2 separate regions of the Gossypium arboreum genome follow, and region 2 is linked to region 1. The links are chromatin contacts, called in public Hi-C maps. All regions are on one chromosome and are shown on one strand. Each heading gives the region's core, a stretch centred on a gene start, on an enhancer-like site or on the middle of the called end of the contact. The rest is flanking DNA. Distances are from core to core; before and after follow the strand shown. Region 1 holds the start of LOC108483955. Region 2 overlaps LOC108486225 (topless-related protein 4-like).

Region 1 (3,179 bases), core at 462-2,961:
GATTCTCAATTACATATTTTTTTAAAGATATAAATGGGAAATTTATTTTAATTATTAGTAACTTTTAGGGAGGAAAGGCAAAAAAAAAATGCAATAATATCTTTTGGGTTTAAGATTTTATCAATTGTAATTTCTTTTAGAAAGTAATAAGATTTTGTCAACCTTCATTTTGATTCAGCCCTCATGATTTCATTCACGTTATGATGTGAATATTTAATGAAATATTTTTATTAGATTTAATAATGGTTTATTTCAAATCGATTTTGAAAGTAAATATGAAATATTCACGTTATTTATTCTTTTAATAATATTATTTTAAAATTTGAACTCATATTTTCTCTTTAGGAGTATAATGAGTTTTATTGTTAACCTAAAACTTGTTAATATAAATTAATTGTAAATTAAAATAAAAAGAAAATTAGATTTGATTGTAATAAATTTGGTTATGTTATTCTGGACACTAGGGAGGGGTTTGGGTTGATGGAGAGAGTATTGATAATTGATAAAGAGGAAGCAAAAACAAAGGGTTTTTTGTCCAGGGGGAAGTAGTGTATCACTTTTGCACAGCAATTCCAAATAGTGGAAAGTAGACATAACTGCTATTTAGTGGGGTTACCAAAATGTCAGTGACATATGATAAAAAGCATTGTAATGTTAGGCCCTTCTCACTAATAAATAAATGGTGAATTTTACCTCCCCCCATTTCACTGCCCTCATTAACCCTCTCTTCTACTTCAAACCATTTGTTAGGCTTTGATTCAATGTTTACTTATATTGGACCCAACAATGCCTGTCCATCCATCTCATCTACCCCCTTATCCCCTCATTAACTCTTACATAAATATTCATCTTCAAACCTTAAAATCTCGACAGATAATCTCAATTACAATTAAATATATGGTGGATCCAATAGTCAATGACATCTAAAGTTGAAAGCCAATACTATCAGCATTTTTATGAGAATTTAATTAATGCAAATGAAAACAAAACCATGTAGCAATTCAAAGTAATAGAAAATGACATATATATATATATATATATATATATACACATAAGTTAATAATTTCTTCATCATTTAAATATATGATTATAAATCAACACAAACTATGATGTAAAAATAATTAATATATCTTATCTATTTATTGAAAGCATTTGATGTGACATTTGATGTACTTTAATATTAAAATATTTTATTTTTATTTGATGTGTAATTACATTTAGTTTATCTTGTTCGGAGTGAAATTAAATATTAATAGAATTTATTATGGAATTAATACTCTTGTTGATGTGTGGGATCAATAAGGAGAGATGGAAGAGGATGTGGTGGTGCTAATGGAGGCTAGTTTGCTCTGTCAAGGCAAAGAGTCGGAGAGTAGAAAAGTGAAGACGGTGGAAGTGAATGTTGGGAATAAATTGACAAAGTGTAGGCAAGTGTGATGGAGAGTTGATCTCTTCATCATCATCATCTTGGGGGCTAGTTATCGGCGAGGTCCTATGTTGGGTAACATTAACATGATGAATTCGCAATCAGATCACTATTATGAGAAACATAGAGCTAGAGCTAATGTCTTCAATGTGACAAAAATATTTGTGATGAAACGTGCTATGTCAGTCCTTTTTGTTTAATGTACGGAGCAGTTAAACTCCCATAAATTTAGTGACTAAAAAGATCATGCTCTTAATAGAAGTCCAAATGTGGAGGAGAAGGTGGTGGCTACATTTTGAGGTAGGTAATTAGCCTCCTTAAATAACTACTTTCTGCCTACTTGGATGACTAAATCGGGAAGTAAGACTTCTAGTGATCTCCCAATCTATAGCGGGTGGAGTATGTATATCAGGTAGCTTTCTGTTATGCCTGTATTGTCATTGGTGGTGGTATAACAACTCTCTTGTTAATACAAGCAGAGCAGAGATTAAGGAGTTAATGTGCCAATACTAATAGCATAGGCAGGCGAGGGGGGTTGAAGATAGGGGCAAAGGCAGGCAATTGCCAGGGAGATTTTAATGGTGACTTGAATACTTTTGTTATTTTGTCTGATTTGGATTCCCAACCCCCAAAACCCATATTATTATCAATAAAAATGACCAAAAATCTGACTGTAAAGTGAAAACAATGGTTAAGTGTTAAATTATTGGGGGGCATAAACAAAGGCATGAGCCATTTCTTTCACTCCTGTTGGATGTTGTACTGCTCCCTACCCAAAAGAAAGAGAAAAAAAGAAAGGAAAAGCCCCATCCATCTCTGATCTCTCTCTTGGTTTGCAGACTGGGAATTCAAGAAAAAAGAAGAAACGCCAAAAGATATCATAAACAAATTGACTAATCTCCATCAAACCCCATGTAATAACACTACCGTCTCACTCCTTTTATTTACCTACTTTCCTCTCGGTTAGCCTCAAATATCTCTTCCCTTTCCTTCTTTCCTCCTCTGTCTCTAGATTTTGTCTTCCATTGAGAAGAAAGATCAAAGATGCCGAGACCAGGCCCTAGACCTTACGAGTGTGTAAGAAGAGCTTGGCATAGCGAAAGACACCAACCCATGAGAGGTTCCATCATTCAGCAGATTTTAAGGTTCTGGGTCTTCTTTGTTTTCCTTAATTTTGTTACATTTTAAGCAGCATTATTTCTACCTTTTGGGGGGAGGGGGGTTTAATTCCTTGCCCACCATGTGTTTGATTTTAGGCTAGCTATTGAAACTCATAGCACAGCTACTAAAAAGAATAAGGAATGGCAAGATAAAATTATTACTGTCATCGTCAAAGCCGAGGAGATTATGTATTCCAAAGCCAATTCTGAGGTTCTTTTCTTCTTTCAAAATTGTGGATCTTTTTATTTTGTATCTACTTCTTTGGACTCAATTTTTTCCCCCTCGTATTGGGTTTTTAGGCTGAATACACCAACCCGGAAACCTTATGGGACCGTGTTAATGATGCCATCAACACGATTATCCGTCGAGATGAGAGCACTGAAACAGGAGAGCTTTTGCCACCTTGTGTTGAAGGTACTGTAGATTTCTTTTCATGTTCTTCTGTGGTAAATTCTTGGTTTCGAGTTTATTGTTATGTTTGTGGTTTTTTCTCGTTTTTCTTTAATCTACATTAGCTACAACTTAATGAAGCTTTCAATTTGAAAGTTATTTCAAGAACAATTTGGACTGATAGATTGTAGCACATATGTGT
Region 2 (3,179 bases), core at 176-2,675, 83 kb before region 1:
GTCAGGTACAAAATATTAGCTTCTTTCCCACATGCTTGTTGTATCCTAAAGCAGTTCAACAATCCACATTGAGAAAGCTAGAATAATTGATACTTTGAGATATGGTTAAGCTGAAGTTTAGAGTCATTGGCTTAGATCGGGTTAATCTTGTTAAGGACCATAGGGAAAGCTTGGGTAGGGAATGATTCCATTGAATTTATGGTTGTGAAAACATATTAATTTATTATGCTTATATAAGGTCTTTCCTACTTATTTTGTTGGTAGTTTTATCATATTAAACACTACACAGAACTTCATAGGACTTACCATGAATAGGATGTCTTATAAAAATGATTTTAGTACTTTTTATGGAGTTAACTCTCCGTTTGTCTGCTAATTATTCCACGTTTGTTTTTCTCTACAGCTCTGTGTATGGAGCACAGATGGATGGGAGAAGCAAGCTAGTAAGTTCTTGCAAATCCCAAATGGCCGGGCAGCATCTCCTCATGCGGAGACTCGTGTTCAGTTTCACCTAGATCAGATACATTTGCTGGCAGTTCATGAAACACAGATAGCAATATTTGAAGCACCAAAACTAGAATGCCTAAAGCAGGTGTCTGAGCTTATTTGCTGTATAATATATATTTTCTAGATTTTTATTGCTTACAATCTATGTTTAAATCAAGTGCACTTCAGGAGGTAATTGCATTTAGAATATTTTCATGCATGTATTTAGGAGTGGGCTGGCAATGCCAAATTCGACCTTTTAGAAATCGTTTTGCTGCTAGTACAGTCTGCTATTTGTCAATAGAACCTTTTTTTTATTTTTTTTTTGGGGGGGGGGGTTAATTTTGAGGTTATTAATATTGTTTTGGAATTGTTTTCTCAAACAGTGGGTCCCTCGAGAAGCCAGCGGTCCAATTACTCATGCAACATACTCCTGTGACAGCCAATCGATATATGTGAGTTTTGAAGATGGAAGTGTTGGTGTGCTTACTGCTTCAACACTCAGATTGAGATGTCGAATTAGTCCCGCAGCATATTTACCTCCAAATCCAAGGTGCTTTTTCTCTTTCTATTTATTAAAACAGTCATAAACACAATTTGAGTTTATAGTTAATTATCATATCTTGATTCAATCCAATACGTTTTGTGGTGGAAGTTTCTAACAATGCACCTTGAGCAGCTTGAGAGTTTTTCCACTTGTCATTGCGGCACACCCATCCGACCCAAATCAATTTGCTTTGGGATTAACAGATGGTGGAGTCCAAATTGTTGAGCCATTGGAGTCGGAAGGAAAATGGGGCACCTCTCCTCCAGCTGAAAATGGTGCTGGACCAAGTACCACATCAGGTGTAACTGGTTCAGAACCTCCCCAGCGGTGACCAGCACACGTGCAGGTATTGATAGAAAGGATATAACCAAAGCATCCATCTCTAGCATGCATTTTTATCATATGCTCCCTGGTGTCATGTTAAAAAGAAATTCTCAAGGGGAAGCTTCAGAAGTATAATGGATTGGTATGAATCGCATGACATCCTTTTTGCAGCCAAGGCATATAGTGTTGATTTCAGGGATTTTGGTGTAAATTTAGGAGATGTTGGCTTAGAGAAGGTGGGTCTGTCTGACTATAGACTTAAAAAAAGAAGCGAAATCAGACAAAAAATTTCTGTTGGTTTATAACTAGGAATCCTGGCGGGTTTCCCATTATTATTTAGCCTTCTAGAAACTATATTAATTATGTTTATTTTTTTGCTTATGCTTCGGGTTTTTTTTTTTTTTAAATTAAGAAATTGTTTTAACGGCTATTATTTGTCCGTACCGTGTAATATTTGGATGTGACACGAAATATGATACGGAAAAAAAATGATATAAAGACGACACAAACAAATAAGGTGAATTATAGAATGTTTATAAAGTAGTTGAGTTGAGTTGGTATTTCCTTTAAGTGTGTTTTCATTTCTGATTTATTAATACTATGGATTGAAAGTAAATTAAAGTAAAAGTTAAAAAGTCAAATAAAGTAAATCATATGTAAAATAAATAGTGGAAAAGAAGGAAAAATTAAAATTATTTAAAAAAAACGCATATTTAAAATTTGTTTTCTTTTACTTTCTTAATAAATTGAACGATATTTATTTTTCCTTACTTTCCTAGTTTATATTATAAAGTCAATCCAAATATAGGCTAATGTAATTTTATTTCTTAAAATGTTTGTTTTGTGATTTTAATTTTATTAATTTGAATAGTTTAATTTAAATATAATAAAATATAATTTATTCAAATATAATATTTTTTTAAAGTAAAATCAAATTTACAATTTTAAGCCTTAACAATTTATTCTTATATTTTTATAAGAAACAGATAGAAGGTGGAATCAGTTTGACTTTCAATCTCTTAGTCGGTTGAATTGGATGGTTCAAACAAATACTTATTATAAAAATTATAAATTTTAAAAGATTAAAATGTTAAATATTAAAATATGAAGAAATTTATATTTACAAAATTAAAGATAAAAGCAGACTGAAGAATTGTTAAAAAATAAAAATAAAAATTTCATAAAAAAGTTAGTTAACTAGAATAATCTTAAATATATAACCATCAATGTAACATCTATTATAAATATATATTTTTTATTAGTTAATGTGCGATAATCTCAATATATGATTAGTTGTATTCATAAAAAAAATCTCTCTATTGAGCCCACGTGATAATACTAACCATAGGGTTCGACTAAAGTTAACTGGCTCAAAGTATTATTATGTTATCACACAGTGATAATTGATAGAGGCCGTAGGTCTTGTTTAAGAACCTTCTCCCATTTAATATTTTAAAAACGATACAAGGTTTTAATTTCAGTTTCAACTAGGAATGATTAAATATGCAAACAAGTACACATGACATGCTTAATCATGTATGTATAGACACGATTCTCAATTTATCAACATTCAATTATTCATAATATTCATAAATACCAAAATTATAATTAAAATCAATCAACTCTAATCGGTCAAAAAATTTCATGGTTTTGTCCTAAGAAAAAAAAGTAAAATAATTAAAAATTACAATAACTTTTCAAAAGCATTATTTGGGTCTTCTAGGTTAAAGCCAAACACCATGATAACCAAAACTAAGAGTGAACAATCTTGTGAGCCCAACAGTTTTTCGTTGTTGTTATGAACTCCACTGATCAGCGATCG

Evidence for each region. Hi-C and Micro-C count contacts between places; a contact is called where the count stands out from the background.
Region 2: a contact with region 1 is called in a Hi-C map of leaf, with 2.5 times the contacts expected there. The contact joins the enhancer-like site here to the promoter of LOC108483955 in region 1. A contact is called at or near these places in 2 of 5 Hi-C or Micro-C datasets (both in leaf).

Annotation. Positions count from the first base shown.
Region 1 is chr6:133,079,561-133,082,739 of ASM2569848v2, reverse strand. It overlaps LOC108483955, which reads left to right and starts at 1,711. Exons shown (of 5, transcript XM_017787522.2): 1 at 1,711-2,340; 2 at 2,439-2,571; 3 at 2,683-2,797; 4 at 2,887-3,001. The coding sequence starts at 2,471.
Region 2 is chr6:133,161,892-133,165,070 of ASM2569848v2, reverse strand. It overlaps LOC108486225 (topless-related protein 4-like), which reads left to right. Exons shown (of 26, transcript XM_017790145.2): 23 at 1-5; 24 at 404-592; 25 at 873-1,039; 26 at 1,166-1,922. The coding sequence ends at 1,364. Among protein-coding and RNA genes, the nearest start is that of LOC128293960, 3.1 kb to the right of the region's middle. Within about 2 kb of position 1,425, at least 2 of the 2 cell types and tissues checked have an H3K27ac peak or open chromatin away from gene starts, as enhancers often do. A contact at or near this core is called in leaf, where this site is marked.